Regions from separate parts of the Mus musculus genome. Here regions 1 and 3 are each linked to region 2. The links are chromatin contacts, called in public HiChIP or PLAC-seq and Micro-C maps. All regions are on one chromosome and are shown on one strand. Each heading gives the region's core, a stretch centred on a gene start, on an enhancer-like site or on the middle of the called end of the contact. The rest is flanking DNA. Distances are from core to core; before and after follow the strand shown.

Region 1 (4,885 bases), core at 1,767-4,266, 370 kb after region 2:
GAGCTACCGCTGTGACCCTTCCCTATGCCTGTCAAGCTCAAGCTAAACAGTCGTTCCACTGCCCTGATCACTGCTGTCGTCCCACCCACCCCCAACCCTCCGCACAGTGCCTAAGCACAGTAGGTCTTCAATAAAGCCTCAAAAACACAATGCAAAATGTGAATTTATGAAACAAGAGGAAAACGCCCGTGTTGCTGCAGTCCCGTCATGGGTGCGGATAGAGACATTAGAGGAGGGAGATCCCCCCACCCTCACCCCACCCAACCCCCATCCTCTAATTATCCTGTTGACAAGACTCAGGATCCCGCTCATCAAGATGGCATCTGAGAGGACGGTTGTCTTTAGCGACGCTGACAGCTAATTTGTGGGAAGTTTAATTACAGGCGGCGTTAATTAACTGGCAAAGCACTGGGCGAGGACGGCGGCCATCTGTTCCTAGGATGTCCTCCCCTTCTGGGCCAGGCCCGGGGCTTGCCGGGGGAGGGGGAGGGGGAGAAGGGGGAGTCTGGAGGAGGGCCGTGGGCGGGGCACAGGAGGAGGCGGGAGGAGGGGCGGGAGGAGGGCAGAGGTCGTCCAGTGCTGCAAGGTCTGTCTGCAGAAGGTGTAGGCGCCCGGGGGTGGGGTGGGGGTGGTGGTGGCAGGGACTCGGCTCACACCTGGACCAAGAAAGGCTGAGACACCGCAGACCACCCACCAGGCCTCAGGACCTTTGCACAGGCCCAGATCCCCGAGGGCCCCCGCAGCCTGCTCTCCTGATCTTTGTGCCCCGGCCTGGGGATCCTCGAGACTGAAGCCGGGGTCCCCGCTCCTTGCATAGACCGACGGTTGTCTAGTTAACCCATGACTGGAGTTCAAATTCGGGTCCCTTCTGCCTCTACTGCCCTGTTCCAGCCCGCAGCCTCGCAGGAGCCCTGAAGACTACAGCCCCCCGCCAGCGCCTTGTCACCATGGCCAGAGCGCTCTGCAGAGCCTCAGTTTCCCCCTTTGCTCCTCCGCGGGCGAACACTGATAGCGCCGCCTGAAAGGCCCCCGCAGGAACCGGGGTGCGGAACTGGCACGGGCGCCCCGGCAGCTGAGACTCTTGGAAGCCGGTGGCAGCCGGAGGCGTCTGGACACAAGCCCGGGCCCTGGTGCAGGGCAGAGAGGCTGCGACAAAAAACAGAAACCCCCACTTACAAAAAAGGGAACCCCGTGTGCACTTATCAAGCGCCTGCTGTATGTAGAGGCCACTGCACATCCCCAGCCTCCAAGGACAGTGGCCTTGTCCACCGTAGGGGCTTCTTCATCACTCCTGACAACTGGGCAGTTAGTCACTTAGTCAACAAATGCTGAACGCTCACCGAGGTCTTTGCACATACTGAAAATCAGAGTCATCCTTAGACTAGTGGGGCAGGTATCGCTGCCGAGCCCGTTTAACAGATGGGAAAACTAAGGCTCAGAGGCGCGAGACAGTGTGGACCGTCTGGCCTGAGTCGCAAGCCCCTGGGGCAGGACGGGTGCGGGAGTGTGGGAGTTGAAAACGAGACTGGACAAACACTGGACGGCGCGGGGCGTAGTTATGCTGGCCCCCAGCGTGGCCATGCTGGGGGAGGGGGGCAGGGCTATGCTGAGGCGAGGTTTGGACTGGGCAAGGCTATGCTGGGGTCGGGAGAAGATGGCGTGATTGTGTTGTGGTGGGCAGGCGGGGTCTGCTTCGTGGGCGAGGTTTGGCATGGCTACACAGAGGCCGTGTCCAGCTCCACTGGTTCCTTCAACGCAGTGCAGGAAAGCGGGAAACTATCCAGATTCAAACACGCTTTATTGGGCACCCCCAACCTCCCCTGCCTGGTTTCCGCCCTTCCCGCGTCAGTTGGGGTCAGGAGAGCTCGGAAGTCGCTTCTGACTGCGCCACGTTCTCCGCCACCCCCAGAGACGTGGTGCTGCTGCAGCGACGGCAGGGGACTGTCCGGGCTAGCAGCTCGAGCCTGCGGGAGCGCAGCCGGGCCTGGATGGCCCAGATGGGCGGGCGGTGTCCGGGGAGGGGTGGTTCCTCGCCGCCTACGCTGCCGTCCGTGGAACCGTCGTGAGTGCTGGCCACTGACTGTTTGCACAGGGGGCATGAACGCTGCGCGGCGCGCGAGAACCAGGGGTCGATGCAGCGACAGTGGTACGCATGTGCGCAAGGCAGGATCTTGAGCCGTTCCCCCTCCTCGTAGTCGTCCAGGCAGATGGCGCACAGGTCGCTGAGGCGCGTGAACGTGCGCACCTGTGCCTTCTGGCATGTCTGCGTCTTCACCGCGGTGCCCCGGCTACCCAAGCCCCGGACCCACGGCCACAGCTGCCGCAGCACGAACAGCGTAGATGCGGCCAGGGCCAGGGCTCGGGCGAGCGCCCAGGATGCAACCACTACAGGGTGACACTCGGGGTCGGGGCAGGGTTCCGCGTGAGGCAGCAGCACGCGGGCTGGCTGGTCGCAGCGTACGGTCACCTCCAAGTCCTCAAACTCGCGCAGCTGCCCTGGGGCCTCAGGGCCCACTGAGGCTGCTGTGGCTCCAGCTCTCTGTGCTCGCCGCCCTGTTTGCTCCCAGGAGCAGCCCAGGGGCCGGACCAGCACTAGTGGGTCCAGTGAGTGGTTGTCGGGCCAGGGGCCCTCGATGGCGTGGCAGGCGTCGGCCGGCCGGGCCACCAGCAGGTATCCGCGTGCCCTCTTGGGGTCCACAGGAACCCCAAGCAGCGCCGGGAGGTCCAAGAAGTCCACAGAGCTCAAGTTAACCTGAGCGTCCGTGGGCGACAGGGACAGGACCAGCCAGAAAGTCACCAGGGCCACTGGGGCTACCCGGGTCCACGCAAACCGCGCCATGGCAGTCCCTACCTCCGGCTCCCGAGCTCCGATGAGTCCCTGGTGGGACGGTACTGAAGCCCCTCGGGCATCTCCGGAGCCACGCGGGGATCCCGTGGCCGGGTGGGAGCGGCGCCTACTGTGGCCGAACTCGGGGGCCTCAAGCGGAAGAGGCTCCCGGCGACAGTTCAGCCCACATGATGTCCAGGAGACAAGTTCTGAGGATGACACCTCGGGGTTCTGGACGCTTCCGACCTTTATGACGTCATTGTCATAAATCCCTTTGGCTGTTGCAGACTGGTGGCTGGTGGAGCATTACTTGATCCCTGACTTAGGTCATTCCCAGAGGAGCCCAGGTCATTCGCCTCATTTGATGTCAGTTCATGAACAGGGAAACTGAGTCTAACTTGGCATCTGAGCACAACAGTAGACTTCAGGCATAGGATTCCCGTTGACAGAGCAGCCTCTCACCACCCCAGGGAAGCAGAATGCTGTTGCTCCCGTCAGCTGTGGGCTTGTGGCGTGGCCATACGGACTCGGGGCTCCGATTGGCTGGGCTCATCTCAGTATGCCTACCCCAGAGGACAAATAAAACTCAAGAAGAGATAGGAACTTGTATTTTGGTAAGGGGATCCACCCTCCCAAAACTCACACAGACTGAGGAACTCCCTTCCCCTCCCCAACCTGATACCATGGAGATACCTGGATCCATTCTCTCCTGTCTGGACAGGTCCTCATCATGTGCAGTGTCATTTTGTAGCTCTGAACTGTGGATGCAGTAACAATTGAGGACTATTATGCTAGTGAGGAGATCAAGGAAACAACTACAAGGATTCTTTGCCTTCCTTGAACTAGATGCCTGGCATCTTGCTCAGTGCCATCTCTGTATCTCTACTGTGCCACCCTCAGAAAGGCCTTGCCCCCTCTGAACCTTGCTCCCCAATTCCTTGTGGCCAATCAGGGCTCTCGTATTGTTTGGTGTGACTAGTGCTCCCGCCATAATCAGCTGTGACTGAAGTTCAGAGGCAGGGACATGCGCTGTCTCTGCTTGGGTGCAAAGGAAGTGGGACTCAGTTCTTTTCCAGCATCACTGTCCTTCGGATTCCCAGGTCAGTCCCCAGACTATGACTAAAGACCTGACATGGTCTGGTTAGAGGGAAGGTCCTGGTTTTGCTGGGTTATTGTTCTCTGTTTTCTTTCTTTCTTCCTTTCTCTCTCTCTCTCTCTCTCTCTCTCTCTCTCTCTCTCTCTTTCCTTCTTTCTTTCTTTCTTTCTTTCTTTCCTCCTTTCTTTCTTTCTTTCTTTCTTTTTTTTTTTTTTTTGGTTTTTTGGTTTTTTGGTTTTTCGAGACAGGGTTTCTCTGTGTAGCCCTGGCTGTCTTTGAACTCACTTTGTAGACCAAGCTGGCCTCAAACTCAGAAATCTGCCTGCCTCTGCCTCCTGAGTGCTGGGATTAAAGGCGTGTGCCACCACACCCGGCTCTCTGTTTTCTTGAGACAAGTGCTCATCATGTAGCCCAGGCTGGCCTGGAATTCATGGAGATCCTCCTGCCTCTGCCTCCCTAGTGCCGGGTTTTCTCTGGCTCACACATCACAAAGGTTTGGGATGACTCAGGCTCCACCACAGGAGGACATATGGAGCACCAAATGCATATCAGGCCCAAGGCCTGCTCCATGACCCCTGTCAGTCACTCTGTCCTTGCCATCTCTCTGGATGCTGTAACCCAGGTGACCATGAACCCAAAGCATCCTCTTGCCTCACACTCCTGCAGACCTATGGAAGCTGAGACTGATCCTGGAGCCTCTGGCCTCCCCCAACCTCCCTTTCTGAGACAGGGCTTTGCTGATTGGCTGGGCTGCCCTAAAGGCCAGGGACCTCAGATCTGGGTTTGGGTTCTGGGGATTCAAACCCAGGTCCCAGCACTTGCTGTGTGCCAGGACATGTGGGCGCTCACAGACTTCAGATAAAACAAATTGCTCCTGGGAACATAGTCAGGCTACCTGATCCTCCCCCACCCCCACCCCCACCCCCATTGCTCATCACCAGGGGGCTTCAACCTCACATGTT
Region 2 (4,996 bases), core at 1,453-3,952:
ATCAGAAAATATATGACCACCTCCCACCCAACTTCTACACATCCGTCACAGCTCTAGCTGCAGTGCCTCTTCTCCATGCCACCTTCCCCGAGCCACAGCGGAGAATCAAACGTTCCCTAGCTTCAGTTGCTCCCTCCACTCCAGCCCCAGCTGTAAACAGCAGAGTGAACTAGGATCTGCCTTGTGGAAGAAATAGACAAGTTAGGCTTGCTGTCTGAGCCAGACACAGACCATGGCACACAGGCACACAGGAGCCACCGAGAATGCTTGTTGACTGACTGACTTCCCTGATCACCCAAGACCCCACCCCACCCCCACCCCGTCCTAGAAACCCATAATCCCCCTTAAGGCTTCTAAAAGCAGTCAAGAAGTTCCTTGGGGCTGAGCCAAGAGCATCCTGGGAAATGTAGTCTTCAGCCGGACTGGCCTCTCATCTGAGTTAAAAGTCACCTACCCACTCTGGTCCCAGGAAGCCGCAGCCTCCCGCCAGTGCCCCGGCTCCCAGCAGCCCATCCTCGAGGCCCGCGAGCCCGGAGGCCTCGCCATCTCTTCGCTTCCTCTACCTCCCTCCCTGGCTCCGTGTGGCCCTAGAGATGAAACTCCTGCTCCACCAACCTTAGCGTCGTCTCCTCCCACTTCAGAAAGTTCAACCACCCTGGGAAGTACTCCCACTTCCCAGCTCAGTGGCAGAGTCCGTGCTCCCAGCTGCCCCCTCCAGGGCCACACCCAGGGTCAGCTCAGGACACTCGTCTTCCCAGGAGACGCCAGTCACCTTTCTGTCCCACTCACCTGGCCGCAGGCTGACGTCACCTCCTCCAAGGGCAGCCGCCTGCCTGCCCTCTGCCAATGGACAGACAGACAGACCGACAGATGGACAGGTCTGAAAGTCCCGGAGGATGGAGGAGCAGGAGGCCCTGGGACACACGCATCGGAGTGAGGAGCAGGCAGACCCTGTCCTGAGGAGGCTGCACAGAGACTGACCACCTGCCCCAGAACACACAGAGGAGCTAAAAGTTCCAATTCACTTTCTGCCAGTGCCTGAGACACCCAGAGCCACCCTCAGAAGGCACAGGGACTCGCATTTCAGTTCATGGAAAGAGCAGAGCTCCCTCTCTTGCTGTGGAACTCAGGGCCTCACAATACAGGAAAGCCCCAATTGGCGCTCAGTGCCTCAGTTTCCCCACCTCCTCCAGCCACCGTACCATTGCTGATGGACACAAATACAAGATGCAAGACACCCCCAGACTGCCGTCTACCAAGTGGAGAGCAGTGGCCACCCAGCCAGAAGGCCAGGCCAGACAACATTAGGCCATGTCTAGGTCCAGGCCTTGAACCTCAAACCTCTCCCACTTCTAACCTCTGTAAATAGCCCGCAGGCAATCGTGCACCCTGAAAATCAGCCAGAAAACCCGAGTCCAAGATACAGAGAAAGAAAGGCACGTTGTAACCAGGCAGAGGCGCTCTGGCAAGTCCCTCCAGCCATTCTGTCCCCAGGGCCACCCTCCTCCACCCAAAGCTTGTTGGCCTGCAATATTGGGGTTCCCAACTCCATCACATTCAGTTTGGGATTGGGGCATCGAGCAGGTAAAAAATAAGAAGTTGGGGGTGACACAGACGTCAGGCAGTGTGACACAGACCTGCCAGGGTCCCGGAGACCTGGAGAGCAACACAGACCTCAGATGGGGAGCAACACAGACCTCAGGCAGGTGACAGAGACCTGGGAACCTCAGATGAGAGTGACACCGACCTTAGGCGGCGGGGGTTGGGGGTTCAGTGACAGAGACCAGGCAGAGAGGACCTGGGACCCAGGAGTCCCTCCCGACCTCAGGGCTGTTGTAGGCCTAGAATTCACCATCTGAGGCCAAGGTGGGGGGTTCGGCCTGGCAGCAGCCCTGGGGAGGCGCCCCAAAGTCGGCAGTGGAGAGCAGAATGGGGCACGTGACCCCCGCTCCAGGGACCAATCAGCACCGCGGTCGGCCAGGGGGGCCACGGTGGCACCCACCCCGCGCGGCTGCCAGAGACGCTCCTTTGTCCCATTGTCAGGCTTTGGGGGGGGGGGCTGGCAGCCCAGCTTAGGGCTGTGCTGCAGCGGGGGCGTTGGCCGCGGACTGCCCCCCCCCCATGTCAGTTGCGCGGCCGGCGAAGACCAGCCGGTACCCAAGAGCTTGGGGACAGCTGGTGCACAGGGCCGCGTGGGGACCCACGAAAGGTCGCGGCTATGTGTCCCGCCCCCTCCCCCGCCCCCATCAGTAGGCCGTCACCCCAATAATTCGAAGCCACTGTCAGTGCCCCGGCGCGATGAGCCGGGGCCTTGGCTGCAATCCCCGCCCGCTGCGCAGCCCGTTAGCCCCGCCCAGGGCGCTGGAGCTGCGACCGCACGCGGGGGGCCCCCCAAGCCAGTGCCGCTGCACGAGGCGCCCGCGCCCTGTGCGCGCCTGGTGCGTGCATGCCCACTGCATCTGTCCCTGCATCTGTCCCTGCGTCTGTCCCTGCGTCCGTCCCTGCGTCCGTCGCCGCATCTGTCCCCCGTGCATCTGTCCAAGGTGCGTCCCCGCGTCCGTCCCTGCACTCACCTCCAGCGCAGGCCGAGCACCTGCTCGGCTCGGCCCCGGCCCCGGCCCCGCAGCGTCTCAGCCCGGGCTCCCACGCGCGGGCGGCTCCCGCGGGGGCGCAGCGCGGTGTCCCGGCCGGGGCCGCATCTCTGCCGCCGCCGCTGCGACTCGCAGCTCCGCCACCTCCGCCCCCAGCGCCCGAGCTCGGAGCTTCGCAAAACCCGGAGCAGACCACCAAGGAGCGGAGCACGGACGGGAGGGGGCGCCTCCACCATCCTTGGCCTCAGTTTCCCTTTCTCTGCCTCCCACTTCTCTCTACTGGGGTGGTTCTGAAGACCACCGACTCCCGCACTGAGCTGGGCGCTGTTCTGACTCTGGGCATCTCCAGTATACCGTAGGCACTCCATAGATGTTTTCTGGTATATTCTAGTGAATTCCCAATTCATCTGACCAGTCACCCACACACAGGAACCTCATGGACGTGGTCCCACGGTCCTGGTGGCTCATGACATCATTGAGTCAAACCACCAAGGTCTCATTTTTTATTTATAATGATTGATTGACTAAGACAGACTCTCCTGGGGAGTCTAGGCTAAAGGCCTGCCCCAGCACGCCGCCAACACTCACTTTCTGAGGGACATTGGGACAGCAAGATATCTCTTTCCATGCCTCAGTTTCCCTCTGTCCAAAGCCCCTCCTCATCCCAGCCATGACGCTGAATGAAAACCTCTTTCCGATTGGGCTAGGCATTGCCTCAGAATACAGTAAGTATACTGATGGCACCTCCAGTATACAGTAAGCACCACACAACTGCTTTTGTAATTGTGTGTGGAGTTGAATCCTGCTCACAGGGTCGCCCTGAAGCCCATCCAGCTGAGGACACTCAACCAAAGGTTGGGACTGTGAGCTGCCCGGGACAGCCAAATCTGTGGGTGTCAGGATTTTAACTCTGACCTGTGCACACCCTGAGGGGCTGGAGCAGACTCCTTGGTGTCACCACTGTGGCGACAGGCTGAGACCTCACTGTGGCCCATCAGCTTTGCCGCATATCAGCCAGACACAGCTTCTGTGGAGAAACTGAGGCAGAAGATGAAGCCAGTTCTCAGCCTACTCTGCTTGGCCTATGAACCAATTTGTCCGGCAAACATTTATTGAGCGCAGCTCTAACAATGTTTTTCGGCCCAGGGGGGCGTCGGGGGGAATGGGAGGGTGGCTGCCAAGGTGACCAGTGGCTGCAAAAGTCAAGGTGCAGAGGGCTCAGTGGCTGCTGGGGGTGGCAGAGGGGGAGGGGGGACACCGGGCCCCTGAAGGCTCACGGGTGGATTTGGCAGGGAGTGCAAGGCAGAGTGGGGGTGCAGGGATGGCCTGTCCCCAGGGAGACCTGTCTGAACAAAGGCCCCATGGTCATGAATGACGCCTCTTTCACAGACCGGCCTGGAGGTCAAGTCGCCCTCCCCCAGCCGGCTCCAGCCGGTCTAGGAGCTGACCTGATAGCCATGGAGAGTCAAGAAGACAGGACCTTGTCTGAGTCCTCCAGAGTTAGCCCCAGCACCCCTTTCCTCAGCTGTGAGGCTCCAGGAAGATCCCGCCCCCTGGGCCTCAGTTTCCCTTGCTTCCGCCAGCGCTGCGTTCTCGCCCTGCTCCAGGCGGTAGAGATTCCAGTACGGATTTTGGGGACGCCCGAGGCTACCGACACCTTGTGCACGGCCGGTTTGCGGCCCAGGGGTGCGAGGGGGTCTAGGGAGACCGCAGGAGGGACAGTCGGCCTCAAAGACTCTGGACGGGGGAGGCTGGGTCCGGGCACAGCGAAGAAGACTCGCTCTGGCTGCCTCTTGCTCCTGCGAATCTGAGGCTTCTCTGCCCTGCTTGCTGTGTGACGCCAGGCAGCTCTCTGACCCTCTCTGGGCCCACTTGGAGCCGGGCAACCAACTTGCAACGGGCCACCTGGGTCCCTATCCCGGCAGTTCCCTGCCTCAGTTTCCCTCTCTATGCCAGGCGCTCATAGAGTCCAAGCTTGAGATGGTGGGAGGGTCATCTATACTCCACTGTACTCAGTATCACTCCGGGTCCAGGATGTGACCAGGGAATCCCCCGGGGCTGCTCAAAGGGTAGCTGTGATTGGCTGAGGCCTCCCGTGACGTCAGACGCTCCTGAAGCCCCTTCCCCACAAGAGGCACGTGGGGGGGCGATGGCCACTGGGGAGGGGCTCAGGGTCGGGTGGATTGGGGTGTCCCCCAGCCCGAGGTGGCAGCTGAGAGGCGCAGACGCGAGTTTGCGCGTCCCCCAGTCCCCTCGCCGTCCCCCCCGGGGGGGGGGGGGGGGCTGCAGCTGCTCGGGCGACAGATGCACTGCTCAGTCCACCCAGCTGGTCTCCGGAGCTTACTGCTGCCTGGGATGGGGGAGGGATGCTGCGTGCTCTGACCCTTTCTCTTCCCTGTCCTTTG
Region 3 (4,614 bases), core at 1,486-3,985, 280 kb after region 2:
CAGCCCCAGCTAAGGTGGTGTTTTCCTCTAAAGGATGAACCCTAGGGACCCTCACCCCAACCCCGTGTCCAGTCAGTCTCTTTGTCCAGGCCTAGCCTTCTGTGAGCTCACAACGTCTATGCTTGGCTTTGGGGATCGATTTGGGTCAACCTCACAGAGAGGTCCACATATCCATAGAGCAAGCCACCAGGTGACCTCTGTACCTCCATTTCTATCCTGTCTCCAGGCTGGTGGGGAAGCTAGGATGTAGGTGGAAGCTAGGATGTAGGCGGAAGCTAGGATGTAGGCGGAAGCTAGGATGTAGGCGGACGCTAGGATGTAGGCGGAAGCTAGGATGTAGGCGGAAGCTAGGATGTAGGCGGAAGCTAGGATGTAGGCGGAAGCTAGGATGTAGGCGGAAGCTAGGATGTAGGCGGAAGCTAGGATGTAGGCGGACGCTAGGATGTAGGCGGAAGCTAGGATGTAGGCGGAAGCTAGGATGTAGGCGGAAGCTAGGATGTAGGCGGAAGCTAGGATGTAGGCGGAAGCTAGGATGTAGGCGGAAGCTAGGATGTAGGCGGAAGCTAGGATGTAGGCGGAAGCTAGGATGTAGGCGGAAGCTAGGATGTAGGCGGACGCTAGGATGTAGGTGGAAGCTAGGATGTAGGCGGACGCTAGGATGTAGGTGGAAGCTAGGATGTAGGTGGAAGCTAGGATGTAGGCAGACGCTGCCGAGGACTTACAGGCTCATTCTTCTGCAACACAGCAAGCACAAAGAGGACATAGCGGTGGCCTGGCTCCAAGCCCCTGTTGTCAAAGCCACCATATTGCTTCTGGTTCCCAGGATGGAAGACAGCTGGCAGGATGGAGAATCGAGCGGCGATGTAGGGCCGAGGCACCTCCAGCTGTCTGGAGTGGCGCAGGCTGCGCCTCTGCAGCCGGGAGATGTCCTGGATGAGCTGCAGAAAGAGTGTCACAGGCCTCAGCGCTCCTAGGGGAGACGGGCGTCACAGCCTGGCTGTGTGCAGGCCCCATGGAGACGGGGTGGCCTTACCTCCTCCAGATCCATGTCCTCTGGACTACCTAGTAGGACAGGGAACTGGCCACCTCGAGACTTCCGAAGTGGGACCATCACAATGAAGTAGTTCCTGTGGGTAGAGTTTCAGTGACACCCGTGTCCCAATCCCAACCCCTTGCAGTAACACGCCTCTACGTCCCAGTTCTTAGCTATCTGCCTTCTGCCTACTTCATGGCGTGCCAGATCTCAGTGTCCTGTGCATCCCTCAAAGCCCACGTGATCTTACGCCCTTTCCCCGCCTCCCAGGAAGCCCCTTGAGGTCCTCACTGCAGACTCCTAGCTAGGCCTCCCCGCTAGCCTGAAGCACAGACCAGAATCTTTTCGGGGGCTAAAGGTCGCCCAGTGAAGGGTCAGGCTTTATGGGGACAGTCGCATGAGGCAGGTTCACGTGACCCTTATCTCAGTAAGTGTGCAAATGGGGTCACAGAAGGGATGTGTGGCTCGATGCAGTCACATAGTGGGTTGACAGCTACAGGGACAGGTATGGGGGGAGGGGGGTTAGCATACTGCACGGTCACAGGACTCTGGCCATCAGGCAGGTAGACCACGATGAAACCGTCATTGTCGGGCTTCGGGGCGACGCTAGGCTTGCCACTGAGCATGTTAAAGGCGGTCCTGGCAGTGACCGTCTGCTGCAGGCCCCCCAGGCTGCTGCCACGGTTGGTGAGCACGAAATTATAGAAGGTGTGTGGCTTGAGGTGTGTGATCAGCTTCTTGGTCGTGCGGCCGTCCACATCCAGGGTGAGCCCATTGTACTGAATCTGTAGGCAGAGCTGGCTCAGCAAGAAATGGGCCGGGGCCTAGCAACCCCAGCAGAGCTGCAACCTCAGGCTGCCTGTCCTGGACCAATCCTGACTGAGCCTCACTTCTGGATGAACCATCTGACTGAACCTAAACCCAAACTTAGCTCCTGAGTTCTAATTCAGTACAGAGCTGACTGAGCTCCAGTCCAAAAATAACCTTCAGGTCCAACTAAGCCTTGATCCCTGATTGACCTTCAAACATGGCAAAGCCCTGGAGTTAGGCTCAGGAACAACTGACTGTTCGAGGAGGTCCCTTAACTCTAGCTTCTGACCAAGACTGAACAACATACTAAATCCTGGCTTTGGCCAGAACCCCAGCTCTGAGTGCCAGTCCTGACTAGGCTTCAACTTGACTGAGCCTTGATCCCAGGTTCAGTAGCAACCCTGACAGACCCTGATCCAGCTGTGATTAATCGTAGACTGCGCCTCAATCTCAGACTAAACTGTGAAATCTAAGTATCATCGAATCCTGATCTGGGGTGGCCTTGACTGTGCCCAATCTCCCTCAGGCTCCCAGATTTTACCTCCCGCCCCGCCCCTTCCTCCACTGTTGTAGTACCTTGTAGGGTGTGGGTGAGTTATAGTTGTCGGGGAACTCCCAGCTCAGCAGCACTGAAGTCTTCATGATCATCTTCACCTTGAAGTTCTTTGGGGAGACTGAGGGCGGCGGCAAGCAGGGAGAGAGAGAAAGATGGCCCAGTAAGAACCGGGCGCTGGCTAAGGGGCGCGTGGGGCGGCCCCTGTTGTCCCTGTGGTCCGCTGTGCCCTCGGCCTTCCTGCCTGGCCCGGCCCTGCCTGCCCTGTCCCCAGTGCCTGCTGCTGCTGCTGCAGAGACGGCGCGGCTGCGGAGAAAAGCGGGAGGGGCGTAGCAATGGGCGTGGCCTCCAAGCCGCATCCCACCTGTGCCTGCCGACCGACCGACTGGAGCCTCGGGCGCCTGGGCTGAGTCTGGAGGCCGAGACTTACCTGTGGGGAGGGGCGGGCCGGGGCCCGGGGCGGCGCCTACCTGGGTCCCGCGCGAGCCTGTAGCGCAGCGGGGGTGAGAAGGGGCCCGGGCCGCGACGCGTGTGTGCGCGCACGCGTAACTCGTAGGCCGTCTCCGGCCGCAGCCCTCGCAGCGTGAGCGCTGTCTCGGCCCCCGGCTGGGCGGCCGCCGCCAGCTCCGTCTCGGTCGCGGGCCCAGGGGCGCCGGCCTCCCGCACGGACACCGTGTACTTGATGATGGCGCCGTTGCGCTCGGCGGGCACGGGTGGCAGCCAGCGCAGTAGCACGGAGCCCGCGGACACGTTGCCCGCGGCGCCCAAGATCTGCGGGAAGCCGCGCGGAGCGTCCTCGGGGATGCTCAGCGCTGCCGCGGCCTCCTCGCCCAACCCCGCGCGGCCCCGCGCTGCCAGCCGGAACACATAGGTGGCGCCCTTGTGTGCAGGCGCCGCGAACCGCCGCTCCCACGCAGCCAGCTCCAACGTGGCCGGGGCCGCGTCTTCGCGCCCAAACTGCAGGCGGTAGCCAAGCACCGGGTCCTCGGCCGCGTCCGCGGGGGGCTCCCAGCGCGCCAGCAGGCTGCCCTCGGGGGTCTGCTGCACCGACAGGGTGGGGCGGCCCAGCACTGTGGAGGGAGAAACAGCTGCCCTGCCACGTTTCTCCAAACCCCAAAGGCAGCCCCTCACTGAGGGATTTCTGCGCAGGGACCCACCCTTGACCACACTCCCAGTCCTTAAGGTCTAGTTTTTAAAGGTACATTTTAGGAAGGACTTCCTTTAAGCAAAGACTTGGATTCCCTGTGAGGCACATGGACCTATTTTGGGCTACCTTTAAGCTTGACTCCCACTTTGCAGCTGAGAGGAGACAGCCAAATGAGTATAGTGTCTGGTGAGAGGGAGTGACTTGGGCAGAGATGGATATCAGGGCCAGCAGTGCCTGGCCTCTGGAACCTCTGAAAAGGGCCCATGTCTTTCCTGTTTTGGGTCCACCTGGCTGGTGCGTCTTAAAACCACTCTGGCTTGAGAATCATGGGAAATGCTCTTGGCCTTGTGGAGCCAGAGGCTGTGCAGTGGATAGGTATCTACCTGCTCCCTTGGTCACCACCACCTTCGGTTTGCTGCGAGCGCCATCGCCTTTCATGGTATACGCGGCTACTGTGATAGAGTAAGCAGTCTCAGGCTGGAGGTTCGTTATCACCATTTCCTGTGGGTGGGATGGGTGGGCACGGTCAGCAATGGTGCCAGCCCTGCTCACCTTCTCCCCTAAGAAAGTCACAAGAGATGATGCCTCCAGTCCACAGGCAACATGCTGGTGAGCTCATGCACAGGCTGCAACATGCAGTGTCCACACTCCTGTCAGAAACACACAAGCTGGGCACACAGCCACCACCAGGTCCCCTGCTCCTATACCCAGGGCAATAGCCATCAGAGAGCATCCCGATCAGAATCATTCCTCCAAGGCGCCCACCTTCTCTGGAGTCAGGTCAATTCTCTATAGTCCACCAGACCCTGCTCATCTGCTGCCCCGCTCTCCTTCCTCCCTCTCTGCTTCTCAAAGGCACTGCACTCCAGCTACAGGGGGGTCCTGGGTGTTTCTCTAACATCCCAGGCCCCATCCTACCCCAGGGCTTGGCTTCCCCCTGAACCCACTGGATTATCAGAGCTGCCCACAACCAACTTGAGAAATTCAACAGTTAACCCTATCTGGAATCTGAAAGCCAGTTATGAAACAGCCATCTAATGTTAAGATGCAAGCTGCAAACTTAAAATGGAA

The links. Hi-C and Micro-C count contacts between places; a contact is called where the count stands out from the background. HiChIP or PLAC-seq counts read pairs in DNA pulled down with a chosen protein or histone mark.
Region 1: an H3K4me3 HiChIP or PLAC-seq map of bone marrow-derived macrophages shows a contact between it and region 2, with 5 times the contacts expected there. The contact joins the promoter of Znrf4 here to the promoter of Sema6b in region 2. A contact is called at or near these places in 3 of 39 promoter capture datasets (the C10 cell line, embryonic stem cells and pre-B cells), 1 of 15 datasets of contacts at CTCF or cohesin (the NIH/3T3 cell line), 4 of 484 Hi-C or Micro-C datasets (embryonic stem cells and regulatory T cells), 5 of 115 datasets of contacts at active chromatin or transcription factors (bone marrow-derived macrophages, embryonic stem cells, large pre-B cells and 1 more) and 1 of 9 other capture datasets (liver).
Region 3: a Micro-C map of embryonic stem cells shows a contact between it and region 2, with 2.4 times the contacts expected there. The contact joins the enhancer-like site here to the promoter of Sema6b in region 2. A contact is called at or near these places in 1 of 39 promoter capture datasets (embryonic stem cells), 1 of 484 Hi-C or Micro-C datasets (embryonic stem cells), 1 of 115 datasets of contacts at active chromatin or transcription factors (pancreatic cancer cells) and 1 of 9 other capture datasets (adipose tissue).

The regions. Positions count from the first base shown.
Region 1 is chr17:56,509,467-56,514,351 of GRCm38.p6, forward strand. It overlaps Znrf4 (zinc and ring finger 4), which reads right to left and starts at 3,017. Exons shown (of 1, transcript NM_011483.2): 1 at 1,782-3,017. The coding sequence starts at 2,839. The coding sequence ends at 1,856. It overlaps Gm33258 (a long non-coding RNA gene), which reads left to right. Exons shown (of 3, transcript XR_385666.4): 3 at 1-200.
Region 2 is chr17:56,137,641-56,142,636 of GRCm38.p6, forward strand. Sema6b (sema domain, transmembrane domain (TM), and cytoplasmic domain, (semaphorin) 6B) reads right to left here and starts at 2,703. Exons shown (of 17, transcript NM_001130456.1): 1 at 2,574-2,703.
Region 3 is chr17:56,422,461-56,427,074 of GRCm38.p6, forward strand. Ptprs (protein tyrosine phosphatase, receptor type, S) reads right to left here. Exons shown (of 33, transcript NM_011218.2): 13 at 3,927-4,044; 14 at 2,867-3,466; 15 at 2,420-2,517; 16 at 1,565-1,818; 17 at 1,034-1,127; 18 at 723-938. Among named protein-coding and RNA genes, the nearest start is that of Mir6977, 5.9 kb to the left of the region's middle. Within about 2 kb of position 2,736, at least 220 of the 459 cell types and tissues checked have an H3K27ac peak or open chromatin away from gene starts, as enhancers often do. A contact at or near this core is called in embryonic stem cells, where this site is marked.